3 separate regions of the Zea mays genome follow, and regions 1 and 2 are each linked to region 3. Evidence: chromatin contacts called from public Hi-C data. All regions are on one chromosome and are shown on one strand. The core of a region is the stretch at or near the end of the contact, and the rest is flanking DNA. Distances in the headings are between cores, read along the strand shown. Region 1 holds the start of LOC100274306 (putative carboxylesterase 11). Region 2 holds the start of LOC103652347 (GRAS family protein RAD1). Region 3 holds the start of LOC103650874 (structural maintenance of chromosomes protein 2-1).

The links. Hi-C and Micro-C count contacts between places; a contact is called where the count stands out from the background.
Region 1: a contact with region 3 is called in a Hi-C map of leaf, with 2.2 times the contacts expected there. The contact joins the promoter of LOC100274306 here to the promoter of LOC103650874 in region 3. A contact is called at or near these places in 2 of 25 Hi-C or Micro-C datasets (both in leaf).
Region 2: a contact with region 3 is called in a Hi-C map of leaf, with 2.5 times the contacts expected there. The contact joins the promoter of LOC103652347 here to the promoter of LOC103650874 in region 3. A contact is called at or near these places in 2 of 25 Hi-C or Micro-C datasets (both in leaf).

The regions. Positions count from the first base shown.
Region 1 is chr3:170,914,140-170,917,228 of Zm-B73-REFERENCE-NAM-5.0, forward strand. It overlaps LOC100274306 (putative carboxylesterase 11), which reads left to right and starts at 1,363. Exons shown (of 2, transcript NM_001148669.1): 1 at 1,363-2,198; 2 at 3,044-3,089. The coding sequence starts at 1,483.
Region 2 is chr3:170,815,638-170,818,895 of Zm-B73-REFERENCE-NAM-5.0, forward strand. It overlaps LOC103652347 (GRAS family protein RAD1), which reads right to left and starts at 1,900. Exons shown (of 1, transcript XM_008677953.3): 1 at 1-1,900. The coding sequence starts at 1,736. The coding sequence ends at 87.
Region 3 is chr3:170,670,617-170,673,598 of Zm-B73-REFERENCE-NAM-5.0, forward strand. LOC103650874 (structural maintenance of chromosomes protein 2-1) reads left to right here and starts at 1,538. Exons shown (of 20, transcript XM_008676465.3): 1 at 1,538-2,148. The coding sequence starts at 1,618.

The sequences.
Region 1 (3,089 bases), core at 113-2,612, 240 kb after region 3:
GAAGCAGGCGCCACCTCCCCATATTCGTCCGACACCAGCTCGACACTGGCCCGCGCAGTGGCTATCGCACGTCCACGAGGGTGTTTCACAGCACGCACGCACCATCGTTTTCGCCGTCGTCGGACGTCCCATTCGTCTTCCCGGCCTTCGCCATGTTCTTCCTCCCCAACCTGCTGCCCCTGCCCACAGTCGCAGCCGCGAGCCGACCGACACTCGTCGACGCGGGTACGGGCGAGTCGATCTTGTTCCTGGCTTTTCTTCGTGCGTGTCGCCGAGGAGAACACGATGGTGCCTACCACACTTAGGTTATCTTGACGATAACGAGTCCAGATCTGAGATATTGGACAACCAAAGCCTGTAGCGCGGCAGCAGTCGACATATGCTATGGAGTTGGTGGTGGTGTTGTGTCGCCTCGGCGGGTCCAGGGCTAGAAGGCACTCGCATTTTCTCGCCCTTTTCGGACTGACGCCTGGTGCGGGTGCCTCTCGATTTGGAGCTGCTCTGGCTGAGCTTCTTTCTCCGCTTGCGTGCTCTCTCCCTTTATGTATCTAGCGGTATACTAGGTATGTCTCCTCCAGATGTCTATGTCTTCGTCGTGTCCTTCTCCGGCAACAAACATGTATGACTGTCTCTTCCCTTTCTTTCCTGGTCTATGAAACCTTAGAAGTGGGGGAGGCAAGGGATGTGGTCCCTGATTTATTGTATATGGTACTTATTTGATGGCTCGGCATCGCCTGTTTTACTGTTTATATGAGCTTTCCTTTACCACGATGTCAACTCGCTTAGTCAAATAAAAAAATTATGCAGAGAGCAGAGACAATCAATAAAAAATCTTGAGATTGTTGTGAGTCGTCGTAACATACAGACAATCGACTAGTACTTATTTATATAATATATAAAAACCGTATTAAATCACGGACAACTGCATGAGAGGGCAGCGGCACTGCGGCAGGGCAGTGAAAAGCTGAAAACTAGACGCAGACAGGGAGCGGAGGCGGAGCGGGGTTTGAATTGAATCCAGTCGAGGCGAGGCGGCACCGTCAGTCCGTCACGTTGGGAGGGACACTCGTCCAAACTCGAAAGCCAACGCACCACACAAGCACCAGCCTTCCCATCTTTTCCTTCCTTCCACCTCTTCCTCCTCTGTCACCCACCCCTGTTTCCTCTCGATTGTTCGTTAGTTCCTTGCTTGCCTCGCCAGACAGCCTCTATCCTCCTCCCCCTCCCCCGTATCCGTCGAGTAGCACCTTACGCTGCCGCCGTCGTCATCCGGGCGACCACCCTGCCAACCACCATTTCGCTCCGCCCGCCTCGCTTTTCCCTCCCCCCAACCAACCACTCCCCTCGTCCCACTTCTTGCGTCACCGACCCAATCCGATCCTATCCCACCCGCACGGCCGCACGGCAACCCGCCGCCGCCGCCCGAGATCCCGCCCCAGTGTTCCGTCCCGTGTGATGCGCGGATCCGGCTGAGGGCGAGCCATGCCGAGCGTCGGCGTGAAGATCTACAGCGTCTTCTTCAAGCTCTTCCTCCGCCACCGCCTCCAGTCGCTGGCCGCCGCCGCCGCGGGGGACCCCGACAACGCGGCCTTCGGCGTCTCCTGCCGCCCCGACGAGGCCACCGCGCCGCCCAACCCGGCCTTCTCCGCTGCCGCCGACGGCGTCGCCTCCAAGGACCTCCACATCGACCCCAACTCATCGCTCTCCGTCCGCATCTTCCTCCCCACGCCCCCGCCGCCTTCCCCGCACGCCCACCTCCTCGCGCACGCGCACCCGCGCCGCGCCAGCGACCCCACCCCGACGACCCCCGCGCCCGCGCCCGCCAACGGCGCGCCGTACCGAGGGTACCTCCCGCACGCCGTCTCCTCGCCGCGCGCCGCCGCGTCGGCGCGCCGGAGGCTGCCCATCGTCGTGCAGTTCCACGGCGGCGGCTTCGTCACCGGGAGCAACACTGCCGCGGCCAACGACGCCTTCTGCAGGAGGGTCGCCAAGCTCTGCGATGCCATTGTCGTCGCCGTGGGGTACAGGCTTGCGCCAGAGAGCCGATACCCTGCCGCGTTCGATGACGGGGTCAAGGTGCTCAAGTGGATCGCCAAGCAGGCCAATCTCGCCATGATGACCAAGGTCGGGGGTGGTGTTGACACCTTCGGTGCATCCACTGTTGAGCCGTGGATTGCTGCACATGGTGATCCAGCTAGGTAAATGTTACTGATCCTCCTGTTTATGTAGCTGCATAGATGTGTGATTGTGCGCTAAACTTTACTAATTGATAGGGTAAATGTTACTGAACCTCCAATTTATAGCTGCATAAATGTGTGCTAAACTTTACTAATTGATGAGGCAATGGTAGGGATCATGAATCTGCAATGCCAAAATGACAATAAGTTCTGGAATCCAAGAATTTGTGTAAGAATCTTTTATTGCATTGCTTGAAGTTGCACGTAAAATGGTTAGTGGGCAAAAACGGTTGTTCACCTGTTCAACAAACATGCTTTTGTTCCCTTCAGATGATTTAAACGTCTAACACTTGATAGTTAAGCTTGGTCAACATGTCATATGTGGTTATGCTATCAATAAGAGGCTTCTCCAAACTATGCAAACATCAGTTAACCTTAACCATGACTCTTTTGTTTCAACTTAACGCTGGCACTTGTATGATGTGAATTGAAGCTTTCACATGTATTGAATAAATGACTGGAACTTTCGCAGAATTAAATATTGTATTCCATCATGGAAATGGAATCTCCTGAATTAGTATTATAACTCTTGTTTGTGTAACACCATATACAAGGGAGCTTCACTTGAGGAATTCCCTTAAATTCTGCTTTCTCTCGATCAACGAGTTACTGTTTCCCGTATACAATCTTGTGACTCTTATGGTTGTTCATATTCATGTGTCACCTTCATCTCACTCACATGAGAGTAAACCCCTTTATGTCACTGCTGCTACTTTATCCATTCAGCTGTTGAAATTCCTTTTTGTGTTAACTGTTGTATATTAGTATCACTGGAATTTGACTGTATGGTGTGTTCCTTGTCGCAGATGTGTTCTACTTGGTGCAAGCTGTGGTGCAAATATTGCTGATTAT
Region 2 (3,258 bases), core at 650-3,149, 150 kb after region 3:
CGTGCATGCCAGACAACCACGGTATTGGGTGGTATACGTATACCTCTCCGTCTGCCGGCGCAGCGGAACGTGGCGAGCGCAGCAGACTAGCACTTCCAGCAGGAGGCGGCAATGACGGGCTTGCCCTTCCAGCCGAGGACGAGGCATCCCTTCTCCTCAGCAACCGTGTACCCGCCGCCGCCGGCGTTCTCCTCCAGCCACTCCCGCGCCCTGGCCGCCATCCTGATCGGCATGGACTGGAACCCGGCGCGGCTCATGCGGCGGCGCCACTGGTCAGCGCGCTCGTGCCGCTCCACGCGCGCCGCGCCCTCGCAGCCGACCACGTTCCGGATCTCCGCGCCAAAGTGGAACTGCTCCACGCGCGCGCGGCGCGCGTCGTAGCGCGGGAGCGCCGCGTCCAGCGCGTCGAACACGGCCGCGTAGTAGTGGAGCGCCTCCATGAACCGGCCCAGGAAGAAGGGCCCGTTGTGGCCGGCGTCCTGCTCGACGAGGACGAACGCCTTGGGCGACAACTTGCGGATGGTCTGGAGCACGGAGTTGAGCGCCCCGCGGCTCTCCTTCACCACGCAGTGCAGCTCCAGGACGCTGTTGATGGCCACGGCCTCGTCAGCGGCGATCCCGAGGTCGTCGATGTGCAGGCTCTCGAGGCTGCGGTCGACCGCCCTGAACTCGAGGCACATCCCGAGCCCCTCCGCGTACGCCAGGAGCTCCCGGCCGACGGCTCTCATGGCGTCCGCAGGGGCGCCGACGGCGGTGACGCGCACGCGCGCCGGCCTGGCGGCGGCGCCCGCGCGGGCGGCGAGGCCGTCGAGGAGGGCGCGCCACTGGTGGGCGCGGTCCAGGCCCAGCGTCATGCCCAGGTCCAGCACGTGGACGTTGGTCTCCCCCTCGAAGGCCTCCAGGATGGAGGCGTTGGCCACGAAGTGCGCGAAGCGCAGGTACGGGCACAGGTCGTAGGCCAGCGCGAGCGCCTCGGCGCGCGCGCCGCCGTCGCGGCCCGCGCACGACGGCGGGATGCAGAACGCCATGCTGGCCGGGCCCAGCGCCGGCGGGTGAGCCAGCGCCAGGCGGTCCGCCAGGCCCTGCACGAAGCAGGACGCGACGCGCTGGAACGCCGTGCCGTGCACGGGCGCGCCGGCCTGGAGCTCCCGCAGCAGCGCCGCGGCCTGCGCGCGGTCGCGGCACGCCACGGCCTCGGCGCACGCGACCAGCAGCTGCACGAGCCGCATCCCGTCCGCGCCGCCCCCGCTCCCTCGGCCGCCGCCGCCGCCGCCGCCATCCCCTACTACGGCGCCCCCGTCCTCGGCTTCCTGGAACGCCACCAGCGGCGACTCCATGGCCTCCATGGCCTCGACCTTCTGCTTGCAGCTCTCGAGAACGTCCCAGAACCTCTTCTTCCTGACGCGCGACGACTCGGCGGCCGCGGCGCGAGCCAGCGGCCATGACAGCTGGTAAGGCGAGCTGTAGTAGTCGACCCTGGTGGCCTTGGAAGCCTGGAAGCCGAGCTCTACCTCGTCGCCGTCGAACGCTGCGTCCTGCTGACGGTCAGTGACATAGTAGTAGGGGAAGCCCAGCCCCGGTTCGGTGCAGACCACGGAGTCGTGCTGTGGCAGATGATGAATCTGCTGGGAGGTGACATAGGAGGAGGAGGTGGTGGTGAACGAGTTGGGCGTGCTCGTGCATGGTTGCTCAGATGTGCCCATGTGTGCTAGTTCTTGTTTACTCCTTGGCGGCATCAGTTAGGCTTAGACCTTTTGTTCAGTTATTAGGCTTATGGCCTTGTTTGTGAAGGCAAATGGGTTGCACCAACCAGCATGTATTTATAGTGGGTACTAGTTGGTTTCTCTCTCTCTGTATTCTTCTATTTGTTTTCTGCTACTAAACAGCTAGAAAAGCTACTACATATATGTAACACAACTAAGGTTTGCCTGTCTCCTTTCATTTTTTTTAAAGTGCTGAAAGACTTGGTATTCGATCTCTGCAAAGAAAATTTTATTCTGAAACATGGCGCAAAAAAATGCATAATCATCTGGCGGCGTCTAAGTTAGTTTGGATGGAATAACAAAATCGCGCACACAGATCCAAGTGTAAAAAAAAATAGTTATCTAAATTATCACTGTCCAGATTGTTGCGGCGATGGATACCACGAGATAGTTACGTAAGGAGGATCGCGTCCGTGGCACGGAATGTGTAGCAAGGCGAGGCGTTTTTAGCCCGCTTCCGGTTGGGCGCAGAGAAAGCTGTAAAACAGATGGCTCGAACGAAGCTGAAGCTGCTAGCTGTTGGTTTGCGTTGCGGCAGCAGTAGTGTGTGTAAATTATTCGTGGAATCCTATTACAATTAGTAGCACTACTAAGCGGAGCGCAGTGCTAGCGAAGGTTACAGGGGGGGGGGGGGGGGGGGGGGGGGACACATGAATTAGTCGCATCGTTAGGATCGAAGTTCTTGCCGCTAGCTCACATAATACTTGGGTCCGTACGACGACCAGTGCTGACGTTCGATCGTCACTATTTTCTTTCCTGGAAGAAACGGCCGCCGGGTGATCGATATACTACTGGCACGCATGGGAAGGTCGACCTCGTCGCCTCGAAAAAATGTTGGTGTCCAGCTGCACGTATATAATCAGAGACGTACGTCCGCAAGATTGTTTCGTTCGCACACCGAGGGCGGGCGGATGCAGATGCAGTGGCCACCAAACACGTGCAATTGGTTTAATTTGCTTCGCCTAGCTCGCTCGCTTCATCGTCGCAGAAAAATACTAGTGTGGCCAAAACTATATTGGACCCCTCGACAAAAAACGTCAGCAGCGACGCCATCTTGGCTCGTCTCCACCGATCGCGGCCGACCACACCGAGGACGCCGGGAAGAAGAAGAAGAAGCTGGAAGACGTGCGATCATCGACGATGCGGGCGCGCAGGAGCTGGCGGCCGTTTATTGACAGCAGGTGACCTAGCATTTCCGTCAGCTATGATATGCAGTGTTGGGGGGGGGCTCCAGTCGTTCCATGTGCCGAGCAGCTGGGCACGATGCGTACGTGCGCGGGAGAGCCTGTGATAGTTGCCGCCGTGAAACACGTTGGATTCTCACCATCTCACCCTCTCGTCTCACACGATATATACCCCCTCTCTGGGACAAGCTAGGGCCCCGTTTCAATCTCACGGGCTAAACTTTAGCTTCCTGCTAAACTTTAGCTATATGAATTGAAGTGCTAAAGTTTAGCTTAAATTATCACCATTAGCTCTCATGTTTAGATTATAA
Region 3 (2,982 bases), core at 288-2,787:
GAGGTCTGACCAAAATCCCCAACCAAAGGCATATTGACCAAGAGAAACCTATTTGATATTCCCACAACCCGAATTATCGGCTAGGTCGAACGTGACCCCAAGCACGTTAGGACCAGTTGTCTAGGCGTACACTCTTGATAGAACACAATAGCTCGAGAGAAGCATGCAATTAAAGGAAGGGATGGTGCATTTTTTACTCTAAACACTTGTTGCATGCCTTTTACCCTGTCAAAGGATGACCATAAACATGTACCATACGGACAACTTCGAGCCGCTTCTGTTCGATTGCCTATCTCTTGGAAATACAAGGAAAGGTAAGGCGGACAATAATGAGCTGTACAAGGATGCTCCTCGAGGACACACAACATGATCATGTAACTAATCTATATACTATATTTAGCCTGGCGTTTTTTTGTTGTGCTAGGCATACCAAACCAAGCCAAACGACATGTTTGGACATCTAAGGATGTGTTTGGTTGCCTGGTTTTTGCGTTGTCTGAGTCAGACTTTAGGTGTGTGAGATGTGTGTTTGGTTATTTGTGGGTAGGTGTAGAGTAAGATTCGGACGATACTTACAATATTCTAGACCATACTCTAAAAATCGACTAGATTGATCACATCTAGGTTATCTCCAACCATTCCCCTTCCCAAATCCCCCATTCATACTTTCTATTTTTATTTAAATACCTCCCCTCAACTATTTAACTGGGCTATTTTATCCTCATCTCCAACCATTTCCCCTATTCAGTTCCCCTTTTATCATTTAACTGGGCTATTTTACCTTTACACTTCAGTTTTTGGAGTTTCAAAAAATACTACCGTATTTCTAGTACCATAATACACATTGTTATATGGTAATAAAACTAAAAAATGTTAATTTTACACTAAATACAATCAATTAGTGGAGAGAGGGAGATTAGAGCTCCCCCTCTCTAAGGGGAAAATGGTTGACACACCCTCTTGACTTCTCCAGGGGGCGACGACGAGGGCGCTGTTTGACGTAGGCGTGTCCCTTTTGTAAAGTCCACGGTGAAAGGGGGAGCGGGAGGGTGGCTCGTAGGAGCAAAGGGTATCTCCAGCATCTTACTTATTTTCATATTTATATTTAAACTACAATATACAAACAATGTAATTTACAGTACAAAACAATACAAATGAATAATTTTTAGAAAATATGTTGAAATCAGTCAAATACTACCTGATTGGTTGCCTGAGCATCACAGGCCAGGCTTGTGCCATCTAGGTCAGCTAGAAATGGAAGTTTTTGACATATGAGCAGATGCAGTCAAATAACCTCAAAATGATTTTTTTTTTGTATTCATTCGTGCAACCCACGCTTCAAATATAGAGACAACCAAATAAAAACCTAAATAAAGTCAATGCACGCAATGGCGCAAGATGAGAAAGTACGATTAACCAATCACGCAAAAAATGAATTATTTTGTATATACTCGTACAATTCACGATTCAAATATATAAACAACCAAATAAAGACTTAAATAAAGTCAATACATACCATGACTTAAGACCAGAAAGCACGACTAAATAATCGGACGAATAGCTACTAGGCTCCGGTCAGAGGGACACGAGAATAGCTCGTCAATTCGTCATCGCTCGATGCTCGATGCCTCGATCTCGGCCACTCGGCTGCTCTCCACACACGGCCGGGTGACAAGTGACGCTCCCCTCCATCGCTTCCACTTCGAAACATTTCGAATTCCTCAACCCCCGAAAGGGCGAAAACCCCAACGCCTCCAAAAGTTTCCCGCCCGAGCCCCTCGAACCCTAGTACCATCACCGACTGGCGACGCCTCGCCGGCGGCCGGCGAGATGCACATCAAGGAGGTAACTCTCGAGGGGTTCAAGTCGTACGCGGGACGGACTGTGGTGCCGGGGTTCGACCCGCTGTTCAACGCCATCACCGGGCTCAACGGTTCCGGCAAGTCCAACATCCTCGACTCCATCTGCTTCGTGCTCGGCATCACAGATCTCCGTCAGGTACGCGCTGCCTCGCTCCAGGAGCTCGTCTACAAGCAAGGCCAGGCCGGGGTCACCAAGGCTACCGTGTCCATCGTCTTCGACAATTCCGACCGCTCCCGCTCCCCGCTCGGCTACGAGGACTCCCCGGAGATCACTGTCACGCGCCAGGTTACACATCCCTTCGCCGTCTTCATTACTTCAAGCGGCCTTCTGAAGCGTACCCTTGCTACTGCATGTTTGAGTTCCTTTTGTGTGCGTGTGTGTGTGTGTGTGTGTGTGTGTGGGGGGGGGGGGGGGGGGGGGGGGGTAGGTGATTTGGGGTTTGCGCCACGATTTTGATTTGCATATCCTCAATTTCGGCGCTGATGTGTCAAGTTGGATTAAGATGCTGCCCTGCGAACTCCGAAGAGGAGCTGCTGCATGAGGTGGTTTCAGGTAAAAGGAGATGGTGACTTGCGATGTCTGGAGCTGGAATTTTGAGGAGGTTGTGTGATTTCATCCTTCACGTCTAAGTTGTTGAATACTTGAATTTCTTGATGCCAGGGTTCAATTGTTTGTATGTTTTTTGGTTTTTGTGAACTGGAATCGTTTTGTATTTTTTGTACACTGAAGCGTTGGAGATGGCGATTCTGAGTTTGAATTTTGATATGAAGTACCTTTTGTCTCGTTGCTAAAAACTGTAGCTAACTGAGGTTTAGTGTCTGTTAAATATGTTGTTCCAAGTGCTCAACTGGATGTGTTCATGGAAGTCTGTAATTACTAATCTGCTATGCGTGCTGAATTAAATCTGTGTCTAGCTTGTTGTTTTTCAGTTTTTCAGTCAAACACCTAGTTGATGTGTATGAATCTGGGGTTCTTTTAAAATCTGTACTAGATGACCTACTTTTAATCAGGGATTGCAAATTGCTATGAATGTTGATGTGAAATGTGCCTAGAGGATTTTTAGTCAAATATACACTGTTTTTTTTTGCTAATCTGTGTGTACCTGACTCATTTTAAGTC